Linked DNA regions of Manis pentadactyla: region 1 is linked to region 2. A link is a contact called in public Hi-C data. All regions are on one chromosome and are shown on one strand. The core of a region is the stretch at or near the end of the contact, and the rest is flanking DNA. Distances in the headings are between cores, read along the strand shown.

Region 1 (3,886 bases), core at 697-3,196, 130 kb before region 2:
TGCGCTCAGCCCATAGGCTCCAGCCGCGGCTAGCAGGGCCCCCTCCCAGCCCTCCTCACTCCCCACTACAGGCACCAGTCCCACTGCCAGCAGCCCCAACCCGGTCAGAGCCGCAAAAACCATCAGCAGCCGCGGGAGGGGCGCCCAGCCCTGGTCTGCCAGCCACCCGCAGACCAGCCGGGCGCCCGCATCCCCCACTGCGGCCACTGCCACCACCAGCGCTGCCCCATACCCACCCAGGCCCCGGTCTAAAGCATGAGGGGCCAAGTGCACGTAGGGGACGAAGTACCCGCCCCCCACTAGGGCGGTTCCCAGAGCAAAAACTAAGAAGGCCCGGCGTTTGAAGAGATCCAGGCCTAGGGCAGCTAGGGGCCCGCGGGGTGGGGAAGGGGTGTCTCCAGGGAGCGCCAGAGGTCGCAGCAGGGCACCACAGGGGGTGAGGTGGAGGGTAATGGCGCCAAGGAGAAGCAGGGCGCCCCGCCAGCCGAAAGTATCAAGGAGGAGCTGCAAGGTGGGCGCCAGGAGCAGTGAGGAGGCCCCATTGCCCGTGAGTGCCAGCCCCACCGCCAAGACTCGACGGCGGGAGAAGTAACGGGAGAGGGTCCCGAGGGCAGGGGCGAACACCAAGGCCCAGCCGGAGCCTGCGAATGGATATGACGGGTGAGGACGGGGACCTGGGATGCCTACCCCAGCAATCCCAGCCCTGCTCCTTGCAGGAGGCCCCCGCCCCGTTGGCCTCCAGTCATCAAAAATCTCCGGTGTCCACCATCACCCCTAAGGACCCAGGTATCCCTCTCCTCTCACCGGCGAAAACGCCCAAGCCAAGGTAGAGGTGCAGCTGACTGCGGGCGAAAGCGGAGAAGACGAAGCCGAGCGAGGTGAGGACGCCCCCAACCATCACCACGGGGCGCGCTCCCCAGCGGGTGCTCAGGGCACTGCCCACTGGGCCTAGAAGGGGGCGGAGTCAACGGGAGACACGCCCCTGGGCCGCCAAACTCGCTCCAACATTTCTCATTGGCCGTTTGCCTGGTCTAAAGCTCCTCCTCCAGCCTAATAGCTCCTCCCCTTGACCCCAGGACCCATTCTTTTCTAGAAGTTGGTTCTACCGGTCGCCCTTCAGATTGCCTGGTAATTAGACGGGTCCCCCACGATGACACCCACGGCCCCTCCACCCCCGTTCCCGCCTCCCACAACGGGGCCCTCCCCTCACTGGCTGCCTGCTGCACGGCCAGGGCCAGAGCGCTGACCCACGCAGTATCCTGAGCGCTTCGGTCAAAATGCTCCGCGAGGTCAGGGAGGACAAGGCCCAGGGAACGTAACAGCCCGTAGGAGAGCCCATTCACCGCGAAGGCTGCGGCTGCCACCACCCAGCCCCAGCCCCCGTCCGGGGGTCCGGCCGGCTTAGGGGTCATCGCCGTCTGGGGGAGGAGGAACACGTGTGAATAAAGTCTCAGAATCTGTGCCTCCTCCACGGACATGGGCATCCCTGAGACCCAGCTTCTGGATGCTTACCCAGGGTGGGCTCGTCACCCTGAGCACGATAAGGAGGGGGCGGGGGGAGCGGGAGCTAGGCCTAGGGATAGAATTCCTGGGTCCGCGCGAGGTACCGGGACGGAGTGACCGCCGATCCCCCAGCCCCGGGACTCCCTTTCCCACACGCACCCCTTACCCCTTACCCGACCTCCCCGGTCGCTGCGGGGAAGGAAAGGGCGAGGACTGGCTTGGCCCGGTTTCTCCCCGATTCCTAGGCGGGCGGGGCCCCAGAGGGGAGCCAGAGCAGAGATGGAGCCCAACTTACGGGCTCTCTCGGTAAACAGAGATCACCACAGGGGGCCTGAGCCACCTGGGACACTGGGGCTTTGGAAGGCGGGGGCGAGCTGAGACAATCAGCCAATCTGCTGAGCTACGGGTGAGGCCAGAAGCTGAGTCCCACGGGGATTGAATTATATATATATATATATACACACACGCACGCACGCACATCAGAAGAGAGCGGGGAGGAATGAATGCCGCCCCGCCCCGCTCACGCCCACGCACCTGCCACCTGCTGCGCACGGGGCAGACGAGTGGATTGCAAACCCCAGCAAGCCTAAGGTCTGTACGCAACGCACAGAAATAGGGGTGGTCCCCGCAAGACCTGAGAGGATGATTCATTTTATTATCAGAAAACGTTGCTGGAGGACCAGGAATATCGGATGTCAAATCACAGATCCACACTGAGTGAGTGCTGCTTCCGCGCTCAACAATAATACGGCCTCAGGGTTGGAGGGGAAGGAATATTATTATTATTACAGGAGCTATGACAGGCACTCTTTACGCTCATCTTTGCAATCTCACAATAACCCTGTGAAGAAGGTGTCATCTTTTACAGATGAAGTGACTGAAGCTTAGAAAGATTAGGTGACTTGCCCAAAATTACCCAGCTAAAAATGGTGGAAATACTTGAATTTACATCTGTCCAACTCAAGGACCATACAAGGAAAACAGACCTAGGACTGAAATAGAATCCGCCAGTGGCGGGAAATGGTGTGAAGACAGTTTGAAGCTAAACTGGCCTGGAAATGGTACACCTTTGCGGGGCCAGGGAGTTTATGATTCTAAGATAGGGGTTCATGGAAATAGAATGCATCCTGTGGTCAGAACCCTGAAGATTTAGACTAAAATTTTTAAAACAAAGTAAGAAATTTGAGAATTGAATTCAGGTGTTGATTTCTTGAAAAACTTTATTAAGAATATTCTTTTAATCTTTTTAACATTAGGATTAAGGTTACAACTGGGTCACTGCAGCTATTTGAATCGAGATATGTTCTTTGGTTTCATTGCTAAACATCAGAAAACTGGGCCATTTACAGTTTGGAGCGTGCATCATCTGACAGCCACATGATGGCAGTATTTCCTAATCATTAAGAAAGTGTCTGCAAATTGCTCTTCATTGCCTATAGGAGTAAAAAAAATCCAATGTCTCTACTTTGAAGATAAGGCCTTTCACAATCAAAAGTAGACTCAGACTACCTTCCCATTCCATCTTCTTCCCCTCTTGTACACCTTTCCATCATTCATTAAGTAGCATCTCAGCTGCTCCATGAACAAGTCTAGCTTTTTTCTCACTCCTGAATTTTTGCATATGTCATGCCCTCTGCTTGAAACATCGATGTGGTACAGGAGTCAATGAAGGGTGAAGGTCCTGCCATGTACACCCTAGGAAATTGGTCTCAGCAGGATCCCTAACCTGAGATGCTGTTGTGAAAGGTACCCAGGAGGGAAGGGAGAGCCCCCACTTCCTGAGTTGACTGGGGAGGATTCTGCTTCAAGATGAAGGAAGCCAATGGAAACAAATCATGTAAAAGTAAAGTGAAATGCAGTAAAAAGAATTTAAAATGCATGGCAGCCAAAGAGGCGACAGGGCCCTCTGGGTCTTGAAGTTGTACAAAGTGATGCTGAGCACGTTGACAGATACTTTGGAACCCGGAGGGCATCCCACAGCCTGGGACTGGAGTGATTGGTTGTGAAAAAGCACACTCCTTTTCTACCTCACATTCCCTATATTGTTCACCAAAATGACCATCATTATACATCTTTGCTCATGTTGCTAATATAGCATTTAGTTTGGGAGAATGGACTGACACGTTAGACTTCCTGGGCTTGAATCCCAGCTCTGCCACCAGCTAGCCAAATAACTAGTTACTCAACCTCTCTGTGCTTCAATTTCTTCATCTCTAAAATGGGAACAATAATAGTAGCTGCCTTATAAGGCTTTTGTGAGGATTAAATGAGTCGCTGTATATACTTGTATGAGCAAGGGCCCTACAACAGAGCCTGGGACATGGTGTGTCAGCCCCTACTGCTGCTATTGCTGTGACTTAGAGGAACCGGGCTAGACCCTATA
Region 2 (3,740 bases), core at 374-2,873:
GCAGCCCTCGGGTCCTGGGAGAACAGGCTAAGTCTCCTCTAATGGTCTAGGAGGAACCATATAGATTAAGAAATCTGGGCAATGGGTGACCCGGAGGGGCCAAAGGCAACTGGCAGTGAAGGGAATCGGGGTGGGGATGGGTACCAAGCTTTGACTAGCCCTAGTCTCACCCGCTCTGAGCCTTTGCTGACACCTAGTGGCCTAACTGTGTCACTGCAACTGGTGGAGCTCGTCAGAGCTTGAGGAGCTTCACCAACTCCTCAAGAGTTTGTGGGCTTGAGGAGACCAGAGGGGGAGGGTCAGTTGGGGGGGAAGTCACTGCCCCTGAAGGTGGGGAGAAGGGGGGTTTCTTCCTCTCCCCATGCATCCCACTCCTCTTTGGCTGAGCGCAAGGAGAGAAGGCTGAGTAGCCAGACTTCACTTCAGGTCCCTCAAGTTGCTCCCTGCTGGGGAGCCCTGAGGGTATGAGACGGAATGTGGGGGCCTCCCCTCAATTCTCTTCTCCCATGAAGCCCCTTCCCTGTAAAAAGTCACTGCCCGTTCCCATTCCTCAAGAACCTTCTCACTGAGCCCAAGCGTCCATGCTAGCACAAGAAAGAAGGGGGGCTGCTTTTTTGATGCAGGAGGACCTCATCCTCCCTTGGATCAGAGATCCCTCCGCCTCTTCCCAGAAATCGAACTCCATGATGAACTGATCCCAGGCACCCCATACACACACACACACACACACACACACACACACACACGCACACGGCAAAGCTCACCAGGTGTGGGAAGAGAAAAGGAGTAGGGGGACTAACTTCTTCCAAGTCACTCCCATGCCCCTGGGTCCACCCTCTCCCCAGGGTCCTGAGAAATGGGTGACACAGAAAGAGTCAGGAGGCACACAGAAGCCTTAGACCCCCATCACCACAAAAGGACTCCAGCTCCAGCCCCACACCTTGTACCTTCCTAAGAGGGGCAGCTCAGACAGCATGTTCCTGGGAGTGGGGCAACCCAGAGGCCACAGGAAGAAGCAGGAGCTGAGGTGAGGGGGCTACCAAATGCTGCCCTCTTGGAAATGGGGAGACGTGCCCCCTCACCTCTTCTGAGCTGATGATCATTCTCCTCATTGTCCAGATGCTGAAGGTCTTGATATTCCGTTGTCATGGTAGGGCTGACTGGACCTGGGACTAGGTCAAGGCTGGGGTTAGGGCTGAGGTTGGAGCTGAATGGAGCTGGGGTATGGGATCCAGTCCCTTTCTAAGTGATCCATGGCTACATGGAGACCTTTCTTCTTTCTCCTATTCTCTCCCAGTCCTGACATCCAAAAATTCATCCTCTGAAGGTCTCCCACCCAGCCCCCACCCCTCCTGACAGTCCCCACCATTCCCTCCTCCACCCCACTTCCCAGCCAGTCCCTCTTGCCTTTCTTCCCCTTTTACTTGCTGAAGGTCTGGAGGTTGACTCCTGGGTCCCTCAATGCTGTGCAGATCCCAGACTAAGAAAGGGGCTGAAGCCTAGAGAATTGGGGTGCGTGGACAGCCCTGGATGGTGGGAGGGGAGGGGGCAGGGTCCACACACGGGCCCTGAGCCCTGTGTTCTGTGTGTCTGTGTGTCTGAGCATGCTGAAACTGGCATCCCCAGGGCCTGGGACTTTGGACAGTAAACAGAGGTGGAATGGATTAGGAACTCAGTGAATGTTGGGGGACGGGTTGCCTCGGCTTTCCTCCCCAGGGAGGGGCCTCCCTGTCTGCCCCCTTGCCCCACATGCCAGTCACCTCACTCTTCATTGCATGATTTGGGAGAAGGGCCAGGACCAGGAGGGGCCAGGGACACAGATTGCTGTTTTCTCTCTGCCTCCCTCCTTTGACTTCCTACCACTCAATTTCTCAGAACTGTTTGTATTTCCAAACATCCCTGACCATGATCAGAGGGACCCATTCTCTGCTCTTGCCCAATCCAGGTCTGTGACCCTGGCATCTGAGGCTAGGCCCCAGCTTCCTGTGGGGGCTCAGGAGTCCCAGCTCGAGGCTCACTGGCTCACTCTCCTGGGGATAAAGTCTTGCAAACAGCATGGGGGGCAGTGGGGAGAGAGACAGGGGAGCAGGCGTTTCCCACCTCAGCTGGGATCAATGCCAACAAGCTTCCACTGGCTCCTACTGTATGCTTGGAGCTTTTCATTCATTAACTTCTCTTACTACCCTCAGAGCACATCCTGACTGTGGATGAGGAAGCTGAGACCCTGAAAGGTAAGCACTTATCCAGGAAGGAAGCAGCAGAGGGAGGACTAGAACGTGGGCAGCCTGACTCCAGGACCTGTGTGCTGTCCCCAGAACCCATTCCCATCCTGTCACCATGGCAGGGCCCTGGGGTCCCAGAGATGCTAAAATGCAGTCCCTCACAGCCCCTGTGGCAGTTTCAGAGAGGAGTATATGAATTAGAATTCGAATTAAAATTAGAATTATTAGAATTAGAATTAGAATTATAATTAGAATTAGAATTAGAATTAGAAATTGAACAATATTAAGATGTTAATAAGTCTCACTTTAGGCCCCAAATATGCAATTGTGCAAGCCCTTGTGCGGCTCTTCCAATGAGAAAACCAGACTAGGGTTATGAGAGTTTTACATTATGTGAGATATTCAGGATCATGTCCCTCGCATAAAGTGTGAAAGCATGTGCGCGCCTTCATTAATCTGTGTCTGGAAAAGTCCCTGTTGTTTGCATGCCCTGGGACTGTGGCCAATAATTTTGGTGACTATTGGGCTGTTAATTCAGCATTCTCTTATGTTATCACTTACACTCTGGTTCATTCAGGCAAACAAACCCACACTGTTTTTGTCAGCATAGAAGTAGTTGGAAGAGGGGTGGGCAGGGGGACTTCTTGGGTAATGGAAATGATCAGTTTCTTGAGTTGGATGCTGTGTTTGGTTTGTTAAACAGCAGCAAGCTGGACACTTATGATCTGTGCATCTTTGTGTTTGCATGTTATACTGGAATAAGATGTTCTTGCAATCTGATTTCTACCTATAACCACATACCCCAAACCCACTGATTAGGGATCAGTATTTGGACCACAGCTGTAAAACACCTTCCAAAGCCAATAACTTTAGAATAGGAGTCAGGGGTGAAGAAGGCCAAACAAGAATGATACACTGAGCCACTAATTTCCAAGCAAGTCCCCTGTAAACTACCAGAAAATCCTGAGAAACTACAAAAGCAGCTAAAAACAAAATATGCCACAATAGTGGTAGATTTATGCACTCTGAAAAGTCGTCCACCCTTTGCATTTATTCCTTTAGGAATATATATCTTGAGGGAAACAAAAGTAAAAATGAACAAATGGGACTACAACAAGCTTAAAAGCTTCTGTACAGCAAAGGACATCATCAGCAGAACAAAAAGGCATCCTACGGTATGGAAGAATATATTTGTAAATGACATATCCAACAAGGGGTTAACATCCAAAATATATAAAGAACTCACACACCTCAACATCCAAAAAGCAAATAACCTGATTAAAAACATGGGCAGAGGATATGAACAAACACTTGTCCAAAGAAGAAATTCAGATGGCCAATAAGCACATGAAAAGATGCTCCACATCGCTAATCATCAGGGAAATGCAAATTAAAACCACAATGAGATATCACCTCACACCAGTAAGGATGGCCAACATTGAAAATGCTGGCGTGGATACAGAGAAAGGGGAACCCTCTTACACTGCTGGTGGGAATGTAAGCTACTTCAACCATTGT

The links. Hi-C and Micro-C count contacts between places; a contact is called where the count stands out from the background.
Region 1: a contact with region 2 is called in a Hi-C map of skin fibroblasts, with 7 times the contacts expected there. The contact joins the promoter of SLC16A11 here to the promoter of LOC118917898 in region 2. A contact is called at or near these places in 3 of 3 Hi-C or Micro-C datasets (blood, fibroblasts and skin fibroblasts).

Annotation. Positions count from the first base shown.
Region 1 is chr4:136,296,474-136,300,359 of mManPen7.hap1, reverse strand. SLC16A11 (solute carrier family 16 member 11) reads right to left here and starts at 1,946. Exons shown (of 5, transcript XM_036896108.2): 1 at 1,677-1,946; 2 at 1,211-1,418; 3 at 805-948; 4 at 1-641. The coding sequence starts at 1,412. It overlaps SLC16A13 (solute carrier family 16 member 13), which reads left to right. Exons shown (of 5, transcript XM_036896109.2): 5 at 1-221.
Region 2 is chr4:136,166,056-136,169,795 of mManPen7.hap1, reverse strand. LOC118917898 (asialoglycoprotein receptor 1) reads right to left here and starts at 1,623. Exons shown (of 10, transcript XM_036896237.2): 1 at 1,425-1,623; 2 at 1,083-1,172. The coding sequence starts at 1,149.